Linked DNA regions of Salmo salar: region 1 is linked to region 2. A link is a contact called in public Hi-C data. All regions are on one chromosome and are shown on one strand. The core of a region is the stretch at or near the end of the contact, and the rest is flanking DNA. Distances in the headings are between cores, read along the strand shown. Region 1 holds the start of LOC106589359 (prostaglandin E2 receptor EP1 subtype). Region 2 has its middle 20 kb from the start of LOC106589595.

Region 1 (6,264 bases), core at 2,543-5,042, 54 kb before region 2:
TTCAACCTAAAGCATTAGGGGAGCTCAGTATCTGGCTGCCAGGGCTGGTGTCAATTCGAATTGAATTAAATCAATAAATAATTACAAAAATTTAAAAAAATAAAAACTGCATCTATTTTTAATTACTTGTTAATAAACGGAGGAGTAGAAGCTATTTATTTCAAATGTTTTTCCATTTCTTATTTTTTTTTATTAAAATCACTTTCTGAACTGACAGCTGTTAATTCTAATTGACCCCAGCCCTGCTGGCTACTGACCTTGATAAAACACCAGCTGTTGGGGTGCTGGTAGGTGTATGACCCCAGCTGGAAACAGGGCAGCAGGGCCACGCAGAGGGCCACCAGCCAGATCCCAGAGAGGGACAGCTTGGTACGGGTGGTGGTAACTAAGGAGGAGTGGAGCAGTGGCTGCGTAACACCCAGACAGCGCTCGGCGGCCATCGCACAGCCCAGGAAGAGCGGGCACAGACCGAAGAACACCATAGATCCACCCAGGAACTGGCACATGGGGTCGGTCGAGCCGTTTGAGGAAGCGGCAACCGCCTCGGGGAACACCCCTCCGGAGAGGTAAAGCCGGAGGACCAGCGCTCCCGGGATGATGTGGCCAAAAAAGTCTGTGAGTACCAGGGAGCTGGCGAAGAGGAGGAAGGTGGCTTTGGAGCGTCGGCGCTGGTGGGAGTAGGCGTTGGCCAGGATGAACAAGGCCACGATGTTGGAGATGACGCCCAGGGTCATGGAGAGAGCGGCTGCGATCGGGCCTCCGGACATAGGCTTGTCCGAGGTGAGGTTCCCCTGGTGAGCCAGACTCTCCATTTCCACCTATACAATATGCAATATACAATACAACTTTATGCCTCCCTCCCTCCATCACAATCTGAACTGTGTCTTTTTGCTGTCTTATGTTATCAACCCAACGGACATCACACATACACACACACACAGAAGTGAAACCAGCCTCCCTCCATTAGCTAGTTCTGGCCCCCGGGACTTTAACCAGTGACCTTCGGGTTACTGTTCCACTTCTCTAATATCTGGCCTACCTACCATCTCCGTGTCCCACTGGCTGAGGTTGGAGAGGGGGTCGAGGGCCCCCGGGGGCCCGGAGAGGTTGTAGTGATTCATGGCTAGCATCACTGGGCTTTGAAGGTCAGGAACCCCATCACCGAGAGAGGCTGGGAAGAGAAGGAGAGAGACAATATGATTATAGTGGTATTTCAGGCTTCAATGACCTGTAAGTAACATGGGGGAATGGGGTCATTGTATAGGTAGCAATATAAATGGAAAACACACACAGTCAATACTAGAATTCAGACTCTCAAGTTTCAGCAACACGTCTTCTTCCCTATCTAGCTATCTACTAGCTACAAAATATCATGATGATGAGGAACTCATGAATGACACCACAGAATCAGATGTGTCAAAATTCACACTGTTCTCTATCCTATTTAACCCACATAGATAGAATATGCTTTAAAGCCCCTTTAAACTTAAACTTGACAAAAATAGCTATTTGCACCTCAGAGAATATCTGTACCTTAGAGACTGTTTGCATTGACTCTCCAGACATCCAACCCTTACACACAAGCGCAAACACAGAAACACACATAAACACACGCACACACACACACACACACACACACACACACACACACACACACACACACACACACACACACACACACACACACACACACACACACACACACACACACACACACACACACACACACTCAACACTGCTGTTCTATTATATACCATTTATTTAACTGCGCGACCAAGACACTATCCACGTTATATTTGTAACACAGTCATACTTGACATAACACATTCATTATCTATACTGTATATTCTATTGTGTACATATCAGTTTTACTTTGCATACTACCTTCCTCTAATTACTCATTATTTAAATTTTTTTATTGATATTGTACTGCAATGTTGAGTGTCTATCACGCAAGCATTTCACTTAAACTTTTATACCTGCTGTAAACTGTGTACATGACGAATAATGATTTTTATTTATTTTAAATGTTTATTTGAGGTAATAGCACCTAACCCCTAACCACAGGTCTAGGATCAGCTCATTCTACCCCAATTCCCAAACATAACCATTAAGGAATCATTAAACAATATCTGATCCTGAATCAGCAGTTAGGGACAGCTTCCACCTAATCCCACAGAACAGCTGCTCTATTCACCCTTAGGTTGTACAATTGATGTACAATGCATTTGATACAACTGGGAGGTTGTCTGCACACAAATATAGACACAAGCATTCTGCAGTGTCTCCACACACTGGTGTAATGACTTTTCTGCTGAAAAACTCTCTGTTGTATCACACAATCTGTTGTACATTAGTCATACGCCACTGACGGGTTAGAACTAAGGGCAAGTTATAACAGTTCCCTGTTGACAAGCACACAACTATTGAGACACATTCCATGAGCAGCTTCAATCCCTCAGGCTCTATTCTAGACCAGGGAGGCAGCAGGCAACACACGTTCTCGCTCTCTCTCTTGACAAAATGGTTTCCTCACATTAACACTTGTCTGGAAACATGGACATTACATTGAGGTGATGGTTATTTTTAAACCGCCTCAAATGGTCTGTGTTCGTTGGTGTAAAAGTAGACTTTCAAGCAATACATCTTAAGCAAAAAAAACACATTTCTGATAACTCTACACACATGTTTGTGTTTCAACAGTGTGTCTATATTGTATTGATGTGGCAGACAGTCTATGTTTCTAATACAGATTTGTCTGTTTTATTCAGTGGTCTAATGTCACTAATAGAGGTGGTATATGCTGCCAACATTATTCTACCCAACTCAATTAATAACTTGGCTGTTCTATTCTACTCAATTATATTCTATTATTTTCTGTTCTATTATACAAAAAAAAAAAATCCCAACAGGTGGTTTTGCACATGCATATGTGTCATGAATAGACCTACATACTCACTAAACTTGAGGAAAACAGTTCTCCGTGCACAGCTCACCCTTACTGTAAATGAAACTAAAATAGGTTTAGTATCAAGTCACTGAGGGTGAATCAGAAAACATCCAAAGACATTTTCTGGATTGACCTGTCACCTTTCACTATCATCCTAATCACCCTACTCAATGACTAATTATTACCTTATCATCGAGCCACCCTGTAATTATTATTGAGTTGAAGGTGTGTTTAGCTATTTTAAATATGCACTACCATGCCTTACATACCACTGGCATGTCTTTGTGGCTCTGAAACATTCTTAGCATCATTTCTTTGAGGTGGGTTATTTTTTTCCAAAGCTGTCCATTTGCTTACCCTTTATTAATACTGTTGCCATACACAAAAATAAAATAAAAAGCCATAATAATTATGATAATAAAATATTTAATGAATAATCATTACCATTACAGATAGGGATGAATAATTCCAGTCAAATGTGATGTCCACCCTGTCAACGGAATAGTCTGCGGTGTTATTCTAAATCCAGATTCCAGAAAGATATACAGGTATCTATATAATCCAAAGAAACCGTTGAAAACGAAACACATTCACCAAAGTCTTCCTAAATCGACTGGGGCAGAATAAAAGTACTCTAAAAGAAGAACCATTGTTCCATGATATCTCTTCGGCAGGATGATGACACTGAGTTAATATTCCCCATTGTTCTCGGAAAACAAATGTTCAACAACTTCCCAACAGAATTGCCTTCATCGCTTTTAAATCCGTTTGATTGGAGTTTCATGACCGGAGCGCGTGGAATATTCCAATGCCGCGGATAGGCTGTACCGCAGGTTCTCTGACGCGTGCTTCTCAATAGCGTTTTATATAGCGCCGTGTCCTAATGGATAGGTAGCCCATGGGCGGCCCCGTGAGTCATTAAGTCATATTATTTTCAGACATAGAATAACACTTTTTCATGTAATTTGTCCATGTTTACATGTACGATTTACGGTCACTGTAATATTAGGCTACTGTAGCCAATGTGAGGCACATTCACATTATACTTTTGAATATCAGTCTGTATATACATGGTACAGGAAATAATAACTCAAATAGCATCACAATAACCAGCTGCCAAACATCTATAGTTTAAAATAGATACCTAAATATTTGGTTGTTTTTAAATAGCCATTATTGATTCATTTGATCATTATTACTCAGTAAAAATGACATGAGCTTATGGTCTATAACCCATCATTATAAGAGGTGAAACACTGCATGCAGTAGGTTAGACAGTATGGTGCAGCCTGTATAGGAAAGTTTGAAATTATACTTATGCTTATAATTCACCATTAAATACTGGTATACAGTAATTCAGGCGATTTTCTGTGCTCCTGTAAAAATACATTTGTTGCAAGTGTTTTTAACGTGTGCATCTCAGAGTATGCCTTGAGGTTTTGTAGCAAAAAATATAGATGTTTTATTGTCACATACACCAGATAGGTGCAGTGAAATGTGTTGTTTTACAGGGTCAGCCATAGTATTATGGCACCCCTGGAGCAAATGAAGGTTAACTGCCTTGCTCAAGGGCACATAAACAGAACTCTCACCTTGTCGGCTCGGGTATTCAAAACAGCGACCTTTCGGTTACTGGCCCAACGCTCTAATCGCTAGGCTACCTGCCGCCCTAGTGAGATCTATCTGATTTCTCTGGATCAGTATTCTTTTTCCAGGTCCTAGGATCAATGCTTGGTTTCAAATTGATGATAAAGTGCAAACCGAGACGAGAGATGGCATTTCTCTCTTGCTACGCAGACGCTGCATATGAAACATGATGTTATAAATAACTAGAGGTGTCAACTATCAGGCCAGACCCAGTAAAAGTTGAATACTTTGCTGAGGACATACTGTAGGCCTATGAAGTAGGCAGACTGGTTCTCTAGTGGCTTTTTACTCTCCTGTCTAAATGTATGATGTAGGCTAATATTAGGCAAATATATTCTAAACCAGACACTTAATTCATGCAGTGATTGATTATGACAGGCTTTATTAGCCTGTTATAGATAGCCCAGATATCAAGGGAATTAATTCACTCTGATCAGCCCAAGAATGATTCATATTTATACTACTTACTGTGTCTTATCCCACTGTGGTTTTAAATATATTGAATGTCATTTTACTACTCACTCATATGGTTACCCAGAGACCATGCAGCTTAGTTAGGGAACTCCTTTCCATCCTCTACTACTAACACTATTCATTTAGTGCTGAAACTGTCTGTCTTTCTCTCTCTTTGATTGACAGCTTAGTATAAAAAGAGGGGATAGGAGGAATGTGTCAGGTGGTCCAACCAAAGCGTGGCGCTCGTCTCGTACTGCCCACTGGAGACAGGTGCGCATGTTTGTTTAATTAAATCATTATTTGGCAACGCCAGGGCAGACACAGGCATGTGGCTTGGCATTGGATTAAGAGCAATAAGAAGTGAGGAGTTCAGAGAGAGAGAAAGAGAGGAGGGCGAGGAAGAGAGAAAGAGACAGAAAGAGAGGAGGGCGAGGAAGAGAGGAAGAGACAGAAAGAGAGAGAGAAAGAGAAGAGGGCGAGGAAGAGAGAAAGACACAGAAAGAGAGAGAGAAAGAGAAGAGGCCAAGGAAGAGAGAAAGACAGAAAGAGAGAGAGAAAGAGAGGAGGGTGAGGAAGGGAGAAAGAGACAGGAAGAGAGACAGAAAGAGAAGAGGGCGAGGAAGAGAGAAAGACACAGAAAGAGAGAGAGAAAGAGAAGAGGCCAAGGAAGAGAGAAAGACAGAAAGAGAGAGAGAAAGAGAGGAGGGTGAGGAAGGGAGAAAGAGACAGAAAGAGAGGAGGGCGAGGAAGCGAGAAAGAGACAGAAAGAGAGAGAAAGAGACAGAAAGAGAGAAAGACAGAAAGAGAGAGAGAAAGAGACAGAAAGAGAGAAAGAGAGGAGGGCGAGGAAGAGAGAAAGAGAGGAGTGCGAGGAAGAGAGAAAGAGACAGAAAGAGAGAGACAGAGAAAGAGACAGAAAGAGACAGAAAGAGAGAGAGAACAAGACAGAAAGAGAGAGACAGAGAGAGAGAGAGAGAGAGAGAGAGAGAGAGAGAGAGAGGACATTCATGTTTGGTATGGTTCTGAGGGAATACTCTGAGACATTGGTTTGGTATTCCATTGGACTGGACCAGGTCTACTAGGCCTTCCAAATGGTTCAAAACATCTCTCACAAAGAGAGGCTTTGTGAAGGCTGAAATGGCGAGAAAGATGCCTGGCTGAAGAGTAGTCTATCAACAAAACCAGAACGCAACGTAAGAACCACAACATCT
Region 2 (5,631 bases), core at 2,758-5,257:
AACAGTTCCGTAAGGTACAAAGACTAATACGGAAAACAACCACCCACAAAACCCAAAGGAAAACAGGCTGCCTAAGTATGGCTTCCAATCAGAGACTACGAAAGACACCTGCCTCTGATTGGAAACCATACTCGGCCAAACCTGGAAAACGGAACATAGAAAATGAAAACTAGAACACATTCCCCTAGAAACCAACAAACCCCAAAACACACAAAACAACCCCCCTGCCACGCCCTGACCATTCTACTATGGCAAATGACCCTTCTACCTGGTCAGGATGTGACAGTACCCTGCCCCCCCCCCCCCCCTCCCCGAAGGTGCAGACCCCGACTGCACCTCAAACAAAACCCCCACAAAAACAACCCCAAACCTAAAGGGAGGGGGCCACCGTCTACGACGGTTCCTGTGCTACACCCAACACGTCGCCAGTCCTCCAGCTATGGAGGTGGCTCTGGCTCCGGGCGTAGCCCCTGTTCTGCGCTGCCGACCCTCGCAGAAGGCTCTTGGCTGCAGACCACCGCTGAAGGCTCTTGGCTGCAGACCACCACTGAAGGCTCTGGGCTGCAGACCACCGCTGAAGGCTCTGGGTTGCAGACCACCGCTGAAGGCTCTGGGTTGCAGATCACCGCTGAAGGCTCTGGGCTGCAGACCGTCGCTGAAGACTCAGGGCTGCAGACCGTCGCTGGAGGCCCCGGGCTGAGCGGCGTCGCTGGGTCCCGGGCTGAGAGGCGTCGCTGGAGGCCCCGGGCTGAGAGGCGTCGCTGGAGGCCCCGGGCTGAGAGGCGTCGCTGGAGGCCCCGGGCTGAGAGGCGTCGCTGGAGGCTCCAGGCTGAGGGGCGTCGCTGGAGGATCCAGGCTGAGGAGCGTCGCTGGAGGCTCCAGGCTGAGGAGCGTCGCTGGAGGCTCCGGACTGAAGAGAGTCTCTGTAGGTTCCAGACTGGGGACCTTCGCTGCAGGCTCCGTGCCATGGATCATCACTACTGGTTCCGCGTCATGGATAATCACTGGAGGCTTTGTGCCATGGATCCTCAATGGAGGCTCCGGGCCATGGATCATCACTGGAGGCTTCGTGCCTTGGATCATCCCTACAGGCTCCGGGCCATGGATCGTCACAGGAGGCTTCGTGCCATGGATTAACACTACAGGCTCCGGGCCATGGATCATCACTGGAGGCTTCGTGCCATGGATTATCGCTGGAGACGTCGGACCATTGACCATCACTAGAGGCTTCCTACGGGGCGCTGGAACTGGTCTCACCAGACTGGGGAGACGCACTGCGGACCGCGTGCTCAATGCAGGCACCGGCCTTACCGGGCTATGGAGGCGCACTGGAGGTCTGCTACGTGGGACTGGCATGGGAGGCGCCAGGCTAGTAACACGCACCTTCGGGCTAGTGCGGGGAGCAGGAACAGGGCGTACTGGGCTATGGTGGCACGCTGGAGGAAGAGTGTGCGGAGCAGGCACAGGACATACTGGGCTATGGTAGCGCACTGGAGGAAGAATACACGGAGCAGGCACAGGGTACACTGGGTCTTGGAGATGCACTGGAGGTCTGGAGCGCATGGCCTGCACAACCCGTCCTGGCTGGATGGTCACTGTAGCCAGGCACGAGCGGTGCCCTGGCGCAGGGCGAACTGGGCTGTGCTGGGGAATGAGGGCTGCCGTGCATAGAGCAGGCGCAGGATAAACTGGGCTGAGGAGACGCACTGGCGGCCAGATGCGCTGAGCAGGCACACTCCTTCCTGGCTGAGTGCCAACTCTAGCACGGCAACGCTGCGGAGCCCATACTGACCGCACCGGACTGTGCGTGAAGATGGGCGAGATAGTGCACATCACCCCGTAATGCATTGCTCGCCCCTCTGCACGCCTGCTGAGTCGTACCCTCTCCGCCAGTACCTCCCTCCGGAATCTCACGTCAAGCTCCGTGCTTGACTCCATTCTTGGCTCCGGTTTGCTCCACGGCTCTCTCCTGTACGCCCGGGAAGTTAAGTCAGGGCTCCCCCCTGACCTAGCCAAACTCCCCCTATGCCCCCCCCTCAACATTTTTTGGGGGGGCTGCCTCTCAGTCTTGCCTTTCGGTGCATATAACGCCTTGTAGTATCGTCGCTCCTCTTTCACTGCTTGGATCTCCTCCCTCGGACGACGATACTCCCCAGCCTGCCTCCATGGTCCTTTACCATCCAGAATCTCCTCCGAAGTCCATTCCTCCAGATACCTCTGCTGCTCCTTACCACGCTGCTTGGTCTTCTTTTGGTGGGTGGTTCTGTCACGAGGGTCGTATGAAGGGGACCAAGGCGCAGCGGGTATAGTGCTCATCTTAACTTTTATTTTTTGAGAGAACACTTAAACAAAATAAACAAACAACGACCAACAGTTCCGTAAGGTACAAAGACTAATACGGAAAACAACCACCCACAAAACCCAAAGGAAAACAGGCTGCCTAAGTATGGCTTCCAATCAGAGACAACGAAAGACACCTGCCTCTGATTGGAAACCACACTCGGCCAAACCTGGAAAACGAAACATAGAAAATAATAACTAGAACACATTCCCCTAGAAACCAACAAACCCCAAAACACACAAAACTACCCCCCTGCCACGCCCTGACCATTCTACTATGGCAAATGACCCTTTTACCTGGTCAGGACATGACAGGAGATGACTGAACTACTTACTGCTCAATCTAATATATCTACTCTGGATTGTTAATTGGACTCGTTCTGACATTTCTTGATTTCTTGTTTAGATTTTGTGTATCTGTATTGTATTTGCTAGACAGTCTACTACACTGCTGGAGTTAGTAACATAAGCATTTCACTGCACCTGCTATAACAATCTGTGTACGCGACCATTAAACTTTGATTTGATTTGACTAGTGCACATAGCCTTACAGGATATGTTGCTGCCTTGCTAGGTACACACTGACTGATACAGTATTGTATTCTGTAATGCATCTGTACTGTATTCACTTTCATGTAGACAAATGACATGGTCTATTATCTTTAATACTGCCTGAAAAGCCAACGAGCTCAAAACAAACTAACAATGTGATTTCAACCTCAAGTTTAAGATGATGAGATTCCCCTGTTTTACATCTTCCCCTGTGTAACAAGAGACATTCGGTCTTTACAAAACGATATGGAAAAGCACAACACACACACACACACACACACACACACACACACAGTCCACAGTTCTACAGTCGGAGAAAATCGGTCCTTTGGGAACACTGATTGCGAAGCCACAAGTCGTGTGAGAAAACCATGTTGTCTGCCAAGTCACAGAGTATTTATATGAATCATCTATTGAAGACATATCTAAGGTTTCAGTTAAAGTACTGTCATTGCCAAAATAAGGAGGGGAAAGGGAAATAATGGATCCTTCTAAATGTATCCCACAGCAGCACTGCCACACAAATTACATGTTGTCTGTCACTCAGCATGTGCTGTCAACTTGGTTCACCCACTACACTCTTTCCATGGATTCCTTCTTTTCACAAAGGAGAAAGGAAAGATCACTCTAAAGCCCTCAAACTGAACTCTGGACCTCGAAGCCAGTGCCACTGCATTTGTTCATTGTTTTCCTCTAATCAGGGACTGATTTAGACTTGGGAATGCCGAGTGTCTGCAGGTTTTCACTTCCCCCTTGAACTTGATTGATGAATTAAGGTCACTAATTGGTAAAGAACTCCCCTCACCTGTTTGTCTAGGTCTTAATTGAAATGAAAGACCAAAAACCTGTAAACCTTAGGCCTTCCATGGTATGACTTTGACACCCTTGTTCTAGAAGATCAACTGACTGTGTGAATTCATAGAGTCCAGGGTTGTGTTCAGTAAGGAGAACACCTTTTGAAATGGAGCAAAACAGAAGGTATTACTTGAACTTGTCCAATAAGAACGACAGATTTTTGTTTCTGTTGCAAAGTGCTTTGCTACGGTGTGCCCTTATGAACACGATCCAGTACAGCTCACTGGGCATCAACACAAACTCACGCTTGATATGGTAGCTAAAAATAGTGACACATATCACATAATGTCTCCTCTAGATATTTATATCAAGGACTGTGCCATCACTTCTGCCGGATCAAAGACAGGTGGCCGATGAATGGAGTAGAGCTATCTTTTAAACAGGCCTATAGTCTGTTTGATCATAGAAGACTTAGCATGCAGAGCCTTTTCACTAATTGGTACAGACTACAGTATCCAAGATGGATCATCATCAGCGTAAAACACATAAGACACAGTTATAAACTCAGGATTACATTAGAAGTAGAACATCCAACTCATATTAGGAAATTCAAGTCATAATCCAACTGCTCCAGTCCTTGAATACATCTAGAAACTATATTTTGAGGAGGTTAGGTGAGGGCTGGGTTCTCACTTAAAACAAGCAGGACTTCTATGAAACATCCAACTCATCTGGCCCTGGATATAGACAGTACATCTACGAACTGTCTCAACCATAATCTCTTCTGAGGAGATTAGGCTGTGTTCCAATCATCTCTTTTCAGGAAGGGATTGAGGCTGCATTCTCACTTAAAACGAGCAGGTCCCTTTGAAAAGGGCTCCTCTTCTCATTATTGGGTCATCAGGCATCAATTGGGCCGACCATGGGCTCTACTGCTCTACCCGATCTGTCGAGTAATGACTATGTCCACTCCAGACAGACAGACGGACGAACATGAGTAATCTACCGGCTGCCTCAGACAGACAGACAGACAGACAGGGCACTCTCCCGGCTCAGGGAGTGTAATAAACGCATAGGGTCAATATGGAATTAACAGAATGGGATACAGGATAAGTTATTAGCAGGCTTTAAAAGTAGGCACTTGGGGCTGGAAGCAGATCAGCGAGGGTGGTTGAATGGTTCCTCAGGGACCATCAATACGTCCGTAATGTCTGGTGGAGAAGAGAGGATGGAAGCAGAGAGGAGCCTGAGACAGAAGCGTGATAGATCGATTCCATAGTGAGGCCCACTGTTTGGAATAGGCAGACACACATACACCGTGTCGTGCTCTATAAACCTGGTAGGGATATGTGTCCTCTCTCTCCCTTGCTCTCTCTACTCCTATACACCCTCTCTCTCTCTACTCCTATACGCCCTCTCTCTCTCTACTCTTATACACCCTCCCTCTCTCTACTCCTATACGCCCTCTCTCTCTCTACTCTTATACACCCTCCCTCTCTCTACTCCTATACGCCCTCTCTCTCTCTACTCCTATACGCCCTCTCTCTCTCTACTCCTATACGGCCTCTGACTCATTGATGTGGTTTCTTCTCAACACTCACTATACCACGAAGAGGCCATTCAGCATTTACGTATATAACATACTTGAGATACATCATGTAGCCTATTTTAGGATAGTCCAGTTGTGGGTAAAGATGCTCATTTACTTGTGCAGCAGTTCATTGGGAATTGATCCATTTTGATTAAGGATAATATTTCAAAACCAAAAACGTGTCATACCTCTTAGAGATACTCATATTGTACCAAGATAACCTATTTTACCAGCCAGTCTATTCCACTAGCAAAGTAAAAAAGCCTGAATATTTGTTATTTTCGTACCCTATTTGACTGATATAGAAGTATCATTGATCTTCTATTCTAAAACCTCTAGAGTAGTAGTTCATC

Evidence for each region. Hi-C and Micro-C count contacts between places; a contact is called where the count stands out from the background.
Region 1: a Hi-C map of muscle shows a contact between it and region 2, with 8 times the contacts expected there. The contact joins the promoter of LOC106589359 here to the enhancer-like site in region 2. A contact is called at or near these places in 2 of 3 Hi-C or Micro-C datasets (gill and muscle).

What each region holds. Positions count from the first base shown.
Region 1 is chrssa02:63,707,220-63,713,483 of Ssal_v3.1, reverse strand. LOC106589359 (prostaglandin E2 receptor EP1 subtype) reads right to left here and starts at 3,792. Exons shown (of 5, transcript XM_014179221.2): 1 at 3,395-3,792; 2 at 1,044-1,171; 3 at 258-818. The coding sequence starts at 1,130.
Region 2 is chrssa02:63,653,912-63,659,542 of Ssal_v3.1, reverse strand. No RefSeq gene overlaps it. Among protein-coding and RNA genes, the nearest start is that of LOC106589595, 20 kb to the right of the region's middle. Within about 2 kb of position 4,007, at least 1 of the 13 cell types and tissues checked has an H3K27ac peak or open chromatin away from gene starts, as enhancers often do. A contact at or near this core is called in muscle, where this site is marked.